2 separate regions of the Sus scrofa genome follow, and region 2 is linked to region 1. A link is a contact called in public promoter capture Hi-C data. All regions are on one chromosome and are shown on one strand. The core of a region is the stretch at or near the end of the contact, and the rest is flanking DNA. Distances in the headings are between cores, read along the strand shown.

Evidence for each region. Promoter capture Hi-C pulls out the DNA fragments that hold promoters and counts their contacts.
Region 2: a promoter capture Hi-C map of fetal skeletal muscle shows a contact between it and region 1, with 14 times the contacts expected there. The contact joins the enhancer-like site here to the promoter of MOCS2 in region 1. A contact is called at or near these places in 3 of 5 promoter capture datasets (fetal liver, fetal skeletal muscle and liver), 21 of 47 Hi-C or Micro-C datasets (adipocytes, alveolar macrophages, brain and 14 more) and 2 of 2 datasets of contacts at active chromatin or transcription factors (alveolar macrophages and skeletal muscle).

Annotation. Positions count from the first base shown.
Region 1 is chr16:32,460,545-32,464,562 of Sscrofa11.1, reverse strand. It overlaps MOCS2 (molybdenum cofactor synthesis 2), which reads left to right and starts at 2,272. Exons shown (of 7, transcript NM_001244725.1): 1 at 2,272-2,314; 2 at 3,291-3,412.
Region 2 is chr16:33,452,438-33,456,455 of Sscrofa11.1, reverse strand. The region is part of intron 1 of ARL15 (ADP-ribosylation factor-like protein 15); the gene reads left to right. Among named protein-coding and RNA genes, the nearest start is that of ARL15, 120 kb to the left of the region's middle. Within about 2 kb of position 1,840, at least 6 of the 83 cell types and tissues checked have an H3K27ac peak or open chromatin away from gene starts, as enhancers often do. A contact at or near this core is called in fetal skeletal muscle and skeletal muscle, where this site is marked.

The DNA.
Region 1 (4,018 bases), core at 1,023-3,522:
GCAGAAAATATTTGAGCAAAATCGGAATTTATTATCTCGTGTAAGTGAAACGTCCAGGGATGAAGCTTTGTTGACTTCCTTTTCAGAATAGTTTGTGCTCAGCTTCCTCAAAAATGGCTCTAAACATATATAGAAACATATCTCCAAAATTTGTGTGCGTATGTGTTCAGGTTCCCTTTAATCTCTTCAAAATCATCTCACCAGGCTTTCTCCCTTATATTTCAGACACGCCAGCCTCTCTTCTTCAAATGTGCTGCATCTTTTCCTACTCCAGAGCCGGGTTTCCTTTGTCCAGAATGCTCTACACCCAGCACTGCACTGGCTGGCTTCTCTTCATCAGGTCTCGGCTCAGCTCAGGTAACGTTCATTCTCTCCTGGCCCTAACAAATGCGCACTGTGCTCTTCCCTAACTTATTTCCGTATCACTCATCACACACTGTCCTGACTTGTTTTCTTACCTACAGCCTGTCTTCCAAACTAGAAATTAAGCTGCAAGATGCAAGGACCTTATTTTTATAGTTCCCAGATTTATTCCCAGTGCTTAAATAAAATAAGCACTCAATAAATATTTATAAATATAATACTTTTAAAAATCAAGCAACATAGAAATTTATGAGGAAGAAATAGTATTTTCATACCATCCAAAATTCCACTGCTCAGATTTTATGTATATATATATGTATATACATATATAATATGGAATGCAATTACATACTATTTTTTCTTTTTAGATTTTACTTCATTTTCACCTTACTTTTATTTACAAAATAACTGAAGTGAAACTGGAGGAATTAAAAATTATCAGATTACTTATTCACAAGACATATTTACCCCAAAAGATCCTTCTAAATTTAACAAGACTGCAAGAACGATTAACAGACTTGATTCAGTGTTTTGTTAACTACATGTTCCAATTTGAGGCAGTTTAAAAAAAATATTCTGATGTCACATTTTATTCCATAATCCCACATTTGTTTTTGTTGTGTATTTAAATGGATTAAAATCTCACCTCCAGCTTTTTTTTTTTTTAACCATTAAGTTCCTTAGGACTGAGTTTTAAAGTTTGATTAACGCTCTCAATTGACTGGATTTTTACCCAGGGAGATTTTTAAAGAAGGGCTTTTCATTATTGTATTTTTTTGAACTTTTGCAGATTTAGGAGTGTCAAGCATTGGCCTTTATCAACACTAGTTTGGCTGTATGTAATATTTTGGATCATGAGTTTGTGCTCAGCATTTTTTAGATATTGCACCTCACCATCCTCTGGCATAAGATGTCTCAGACAAGTCTAAGCTCAGTGTTAACATTCGTTTGTTTTACTACCTGGATGTGAACATGTCTTTATTCTTGATGTTTAGCAATTTTTTCCAGAATATACGTTGGTATTTCTCCTGCCATGGGCTACAACTTGATATTTCCAGCCTCATATCCAACTACTTCCTTACACGCCACCCTGCCTCATTATGCTAGTTTATATGCCTCTGGCTTGGTACAGGGTACCTCCCTCTCCCACTCTGCTCTTGGCTGCTGCTCATTACAGCAGATTTAGCTCAAGCATTTCCCTCCAAGAGGACTTGCTGGAGAACACTCCTCAGGTGATGGTTCACTCTCCCCCTCCACGAACATGTACCCCTAGTGTTACATTTGGTGTACTGAGTTACCATCGCTGGCTTATGACTATCTCACCTCCAGAACTGTGAGCTCCAAGGGCCGCCAATTTATATCCACATAACTACGTAATTTAAAAGAGGTCTTGGTAAAAAGTTGGAGACGTTAGATGTAGTGTGCGGACAAATTAAGCAGCTAGTAAACAGGAAAAGTGTAAATTTGATACAGTTCGAATGTCAAGATACGCTGAATGCTTTAAGTCTTTATGAAACAGTAATCATAAACCAGAAGGCAGAGTAGATATAAAACATCAGAACCCTACAGGTGAGTGAACTGAAAAGCCGAACTTGCTTAACTCATTTAGCAGGTATCTACGAAAGTTCGGGGGCTGCTCTCTCGCACCTCGGACTCTCGTCCTATGAGAAAGGCATGAGTTGTCAGCTCTTTTCCCACTTAGCGACACGCATAGCTTTCGCTCAGCACCACTGCCCATCCACAAGAGAACGGATACCAAGCATTTCGCTGGGCGGTCGGCGGCACCAGCGCCACGGGGAGGACAGCGGGGCGGAGCTAGCTCTGCGCATGCCCTGCTAGAGCGGAAGGGGTCAGCAGGTTGCGCCTGCGCACTCTGTAGACTAGGCGCCTCCGCCTCCGCGGCCAGGGTACCAGGCGAGGGTTTCTTGGCGGAATGGTGCCACGGTGCCAGGTAAGGGTGGAGAGCACTTTGAGAAGTGTCTTTCCTTGCTCCTCCCCTCCACAGACCTGGCCCTGCTCAGCCAGACCCCGGCGACTGCCACCGCCGCACTGGCCCCTCCTGGCTTCAGAGGCTTTGTTCTGGCCTTCTCAAGGAAGGTCAAGTCCATTGCGCGAACTCTTGTTGCGTGACGGTGTGGAAGACCAGCTGGTTTCTAAAGGCACCAGCTATCTTTGCCCTTCCTTGTCAGATTGTTCGTTTTTAAGAAATCGAATTTTCAATTAAAAAAGAAATGCACTTAACTAAGCCTTCTATGATGAAATCTGTGTTTTTGCCAACCCTCTGATTATTTGGTAGAGAATAATTTGCTCTGAGTGACAGGTGGGTTATTTTATGTGGTCGGATCCCTTAGATATATCAGGCTGCTTGCATAGGTTTGTCCTAGAAAATAACCAGTTAATCCTGTATTTCAGACCCATCTGCTTTTGTAAATATCAGGGTTTGTATGTTGCATAACTTAATCCTGAACAGCTGGGTTCAGTGTAATGTAGACTGGAATCAAAGGTCACATGACAACCATGAAATATATATCTTGCACTTATTTGGTTACTTATTTTGTGTAATTCATCTAGACTCAGACATTTGTTCATTGCTTAAGTATTTATAAAAGGTGCTGTAATTTTATGTCAGTTAAAGACCTAACTTCATGGTTTCTAAGAAGATATTGTTAGGATTTTAGTTGTGGCACACATACATTTATAGAACTAAAAAGCATCTGGAAATTAGAATTTTACTAAAAACAAAAATTTTTCAAAATTTGAACTTGTAGATATACTGAAATTTTTGTGGGCACTTAATTTTCTCTAACTTATATAAAGTCTATTTGGTTAAAGTAGTAAATAAAACAAACAAACAGAAAAAACCAGTCATGGACAGCTAGGAAAGAACTACGAGTTGTTATAGTTAAAAATATTTTCTTTCTTTTCAGGTTGAAGTGTTGTATTTTGCAAAAAGTGCTGAAATAGCAGGAATTCGCTCAGAGACCATTTCTGTGCCACAAGAAATAAAAGCATTGCAGCTGTGGAATGAGATAGAAACTCGCCATCCTGGGTAGTTAAAATTTTATAGAATGTATATGATTAGCACTTTTAAAATTTAAAAATGTGTGAGTAAATGATAAAAGTAAATTTTGATTTCCATGCTTAATGTCAAGAGGATCATTAGTTGTATTTTTCTGGAGTTACTTTTGAAAAGTTAAGTTCTAATATTTAAAAACACAAGATTTCTTCAGAAAGTTTAAAGATATTTTACTGAAAAAACATAGTGAGTTGGAATACTCCCAAAAGGACATGATTATATTTGTTTTTAAAATTTACAAGATACTGAAAATGAATATTCTACATTTTTATAACGTTAAGTGAAAATGTTATAAATTCTGTTAAAAATGTGTGCTTTAAACTTTTTTGTCCCACCCTGTTTTTAGAGAGCTCAAGATAGAAATTTCTAAGATTCAAAGAAAAAGAACAAACATTAGGTGCTGCTGAATTTGAATTTTTGCAATATTTGATTTTTTTTTTATGGCTCTTGAAAACGTACAGTTTTACTGCTATTGGTTTTTTTGAAACAAAATATATAAAGGTAGCTTATGTGAACGTGTTTCAGGAATATTATTAGAGTCACTTAAGTCCGAGTGGATGTTTAACTTGGAAGTCTTAG
Region 2 (4,018 bases), core at 591-3,090, 990 kb before region 1:
CTTCAGATTTCTTTTTGGTTCCCTGTGTCTAAAGAAGGCTTCCTTAGGTCAGCTGTAACGGGCGCCTGCTCTGGGGCATATGGGCGCTCCATAGGCACTATTATACAGTTGACAATAGATGGCAGTACTGTTCCACTGCAACACTTAAAAATCACATCAAATACTGCCCAGTGTTGCATCCCCAGTCTAACTTTTGAAAATGCTTGATTAGCTACATTAAGCAATGTTTGGGTGGTTTTTTTTTCCCCCCTTTTAAACTTACAGAATTATAGCCACAGCCTGAAAGAGAGCCGTTACTGGTAGACAACACGATGATCAGTTGTAAATAGTCTAACATGGGGAATGACATACAGATTTTAACTGTATTTGTAAAAACAGTCTATATAAATGTATAAAATGGTTAACGAGTGATTATAATTTCTCACTTACTTTGTTCACAGTTCTTTTTCTCCTGAATTTTATCTAGGATAACATCTGATAATTATGGTGGATCATCTGAGATGTGCATGTGTGTACATGGTATTTCTTTTTTATTTCTATGGGTCTACACATATGCCTTGCAAATGAAATGCTTTTGAATCCTGTTAAGGTATCTTGGTGTATATTAACTAACTCATAGACCAAAATAGCTAATGTCTTGACAGTTTTTTATTTATTGGGAAGTTCAGGGAATAAGGCTTTCTTTGGGGAAGGGTGGGTTATCGTCTCATTTAAGGTTTTTTGCAGATCCCTCAGGGGAAACATGCAGTGCAGAAAACTAAGCTGCTGTTCCATTTTTCTTTGTGTTCCAGATTACATTTTAATAATTTTTCTACTTCAGGTTGAATAGAAAATAACAATATATAGTTATATAAATGGAGACTTGCACAGCTGATTAGCCATTATTATATTTCCTGAATTTTTAAAATTTTAAGAGATTTTTAGGAAAGAACTCATACTGTGGTAGATTTTCTTTTTAAGAAGCAAAAGCATTATGTTACTAATACTCCAGTTGAGAAGAAGATAAATATATTTTGTTTCGTGAATTACTTTGGGAGAAGTCTTCATTTCAAACCAAACTAAATTTTAAGAAAATGAGGGCTTAGCTGTTTATCTTGCATTTTCTCTCACTCTTTGTCTCTTTAACTGAATTTGTATCTAGAATTATGAAACGAATGATTATAGACTAGTCTGGCTTGGGTATTTTTGTTTTTTGTTTGTTTGGCTTCAAGACATTAAAAAAACTGGAATGTGATGTTTTATTCTCTATTACCGTTAAAGGCTTTAGCAGGTAGAGTAGAAAGAAAACATCTGCATGCTGCTGAGTCTCAGTGTTCTGTTTCCCTTCTCATTTTCTGCTTAGTTTATGTGGCTATACCAGTGGTCTTAACGACCACATAAACGGGAAATTTGCCCCATGAGCCACAACCTGTGATAGCCGGAGCGCCTAGTGATGGTATGTAATTCCTGCCAGGTTTTGTTAGGATCTTTTTAAGCCCATGGCACGATGAGTAGATTTTAAAGATTCATTTACGGGGTGTGCGTGTGTGTGTGTGTACACACACACAACATACATACACACACGATGTAGAAACAACTACCATAACTGCTGTAAAATAAAACATGTTGGTTGGAAATTGTGTGTAGCTTCTGCTAAAGTATGTGAACATTGGAGACATAACATATTTAGCGTCTCCCGGCAAACAGATGAAGGTAGTAATAACAGATTCATAAGATGGTTTTAGTCACGTTCTTCCATCAGACACGAGCCAGCCGAGAAGCAAATAAATCAGTTGCTCGTAGGAGTACACAGTGGAGTGAAACTCCGGGTGGAGGCAGTTTCCCATCTCCCAGGGAAATTTGGCTCACAGGGTGGCGGGGATTAAGCAGTGCCGGGATGGTTTGCAACTGAAGCGGTGCTGTTGAGTGATACATTTTGATAGAGTAGCTTAAAGTTTTGAAGGGGTAACATATTGAGGGAAAATTTCCTGTGGAAGAGAATTCAGGAAGACCAGACCCAGCTCATTTCTGCCTTGTTAATTACCTCGAGAGGCATCCCCCTCCACTTGCGATGGAGATTTTTCAAGCCCCGTTTCTCTCCAGCCAGCTATAGGATAAGAGTGGACAAAAAAGTTGGCTTTGTTTCTATTTTATGCACAGCCAGACTTGCTCTTATGTTTGTAATATTTAAAGGAGTTCAATAGGAGGCCCTTGATTCTTTGATCTAATGCCACAGTGCTGTTTAACGAGAAAGGTTTTTAATATTGTGTGCGATATTGAAAATTTCTGCCAGCTCAGACTAATAAATATAATGTGAGATTTACACCTTGGATCCCTTCTTTTATTTCTCGTCCTGAATCTGCTCTGCCCACCCGCCTCCCCGGCTGAAACAGGTAATTACAAAGGTCCTCAGATCAATTTTTGTAAAGGGGCACCCTGACGGGTACCATGACTGAAGTGTGACATGAGCCTTTTCCAATACAATGGGTGGCCTAACATTCCTCTGGACGCCCAAGCTCATTAAATATTCGGTTCCTTTTTTCCCCCCCTCTCCCCCCGCCATGCACTTAGCTTGAGTCGCACTAAGTCTGGGGTTTCTTCATTGAAGACTTAGGAAAATTGCTTCGAGTTCTCAGATTGAATTTTTTATGTGTATGACTTCATGATAGCATTAGCATGTGCTTTGATCCATGTGTGAATGGCGCTGGGTCGGCGCTTATTGCCATATCCAGATGGTGTTACAGGGAACAAACAGTTGTGTTTTAGGATTTCTCAATAGACTGTCTAGACTGGCCGTGCAGCAGACAGATACAGCCACCCATCAAATTAGCGTTTGTCAGATTTATGGTAATGGTTCACCAAAGCCTTCCTGTCATTGACATTAAGATTTACGCCTCCAAAGTTATTTTGTCTTCCACAGAATATAGCTTGTGATTGCTCGGATTTAAAAAAAAAAAAAAAAAAAAAAGTTTAAGACAGAAAAGTCTTGCTGAATGTGAGCTGTTTCTGAATGAGGAGGAAAATATAAAAGGAATTCAACAGTGTCTGCAGCTCAGGGGCTGTATTGATTAGGGAAAGGCACCCTCCCCACCCCCACCCCTCCCCACCCTCAAGTGATAAGAAGGATGTTCTGTTCAGGTTGGTGTCTCCCATTTGCCCTTGTTGGAAAGAAAAACATGTATGTGGGTGACTCTAGCCAGATTTTGCCCTTTCATGTTGTTACTCTGCAGTAACGTGATCTGCTGTCCCAACGCGGTGGGAATAACCTTTTGACAGGCAGTATGTCCATTCTTGGTGGAAATGTTTTCCCAAGTCTGGTCAGGCTGCCTTTGATCCTACCTCCTTCCAATGTGGGGTCACAGCTACTATGCTATGCTAGAGTCACCGGTTCCTGCGTGGAAAGTGAGAGACATGAGGGTTTAGAATAAATAAATAAATATGACCCAAACCCTCTGAAAGTCTCAATCACTGATGTTAGGGAGCTGGAAGGACGGAAATGCCCACATGGAGCGTGCGGGACATTTCAGGTTAAGCTTCGTGTGTGTCTTTTTGCATAAACGGGTTAAGCGATGGCTTTTGCACATTTTCATCCGAAGCCCTGAGAGTAGTGAGGGCTGATCCCATCCCAGACATGCCAAGGCATGTCTGAAAATGTGTTTTCTTATTGTATGTTGGTGTAAATGACAAATGGTGAAGAGTCTGGGGGTTGATTAAAACGCCGAGACGGCCATGGCAGACAATATATAGGGAAGAAGGCTTTGCAGAGGTGAAAAGCTCCAGCATTTTTCAAAGGAAGTTCTTTCATCTGTCTGAGAATGGGCATTTGGGGAAACCCCTGCTAACCCCTTTGGTATGTCAGGATTGAGAACTGCTGCCTGTTCTATTACAGGACAGAATCCTCACAGAATTCTCACTTGCAGGCTATCTCTTATCTACTCTGGTGGCAGGCGAGATGTGATACCCATTACGGAATAGAGCATTCCTATTAAGTCAGTACTGGACTGAAGGCTTCCTGCTAACCTCCAGTAGCCCTGCATCT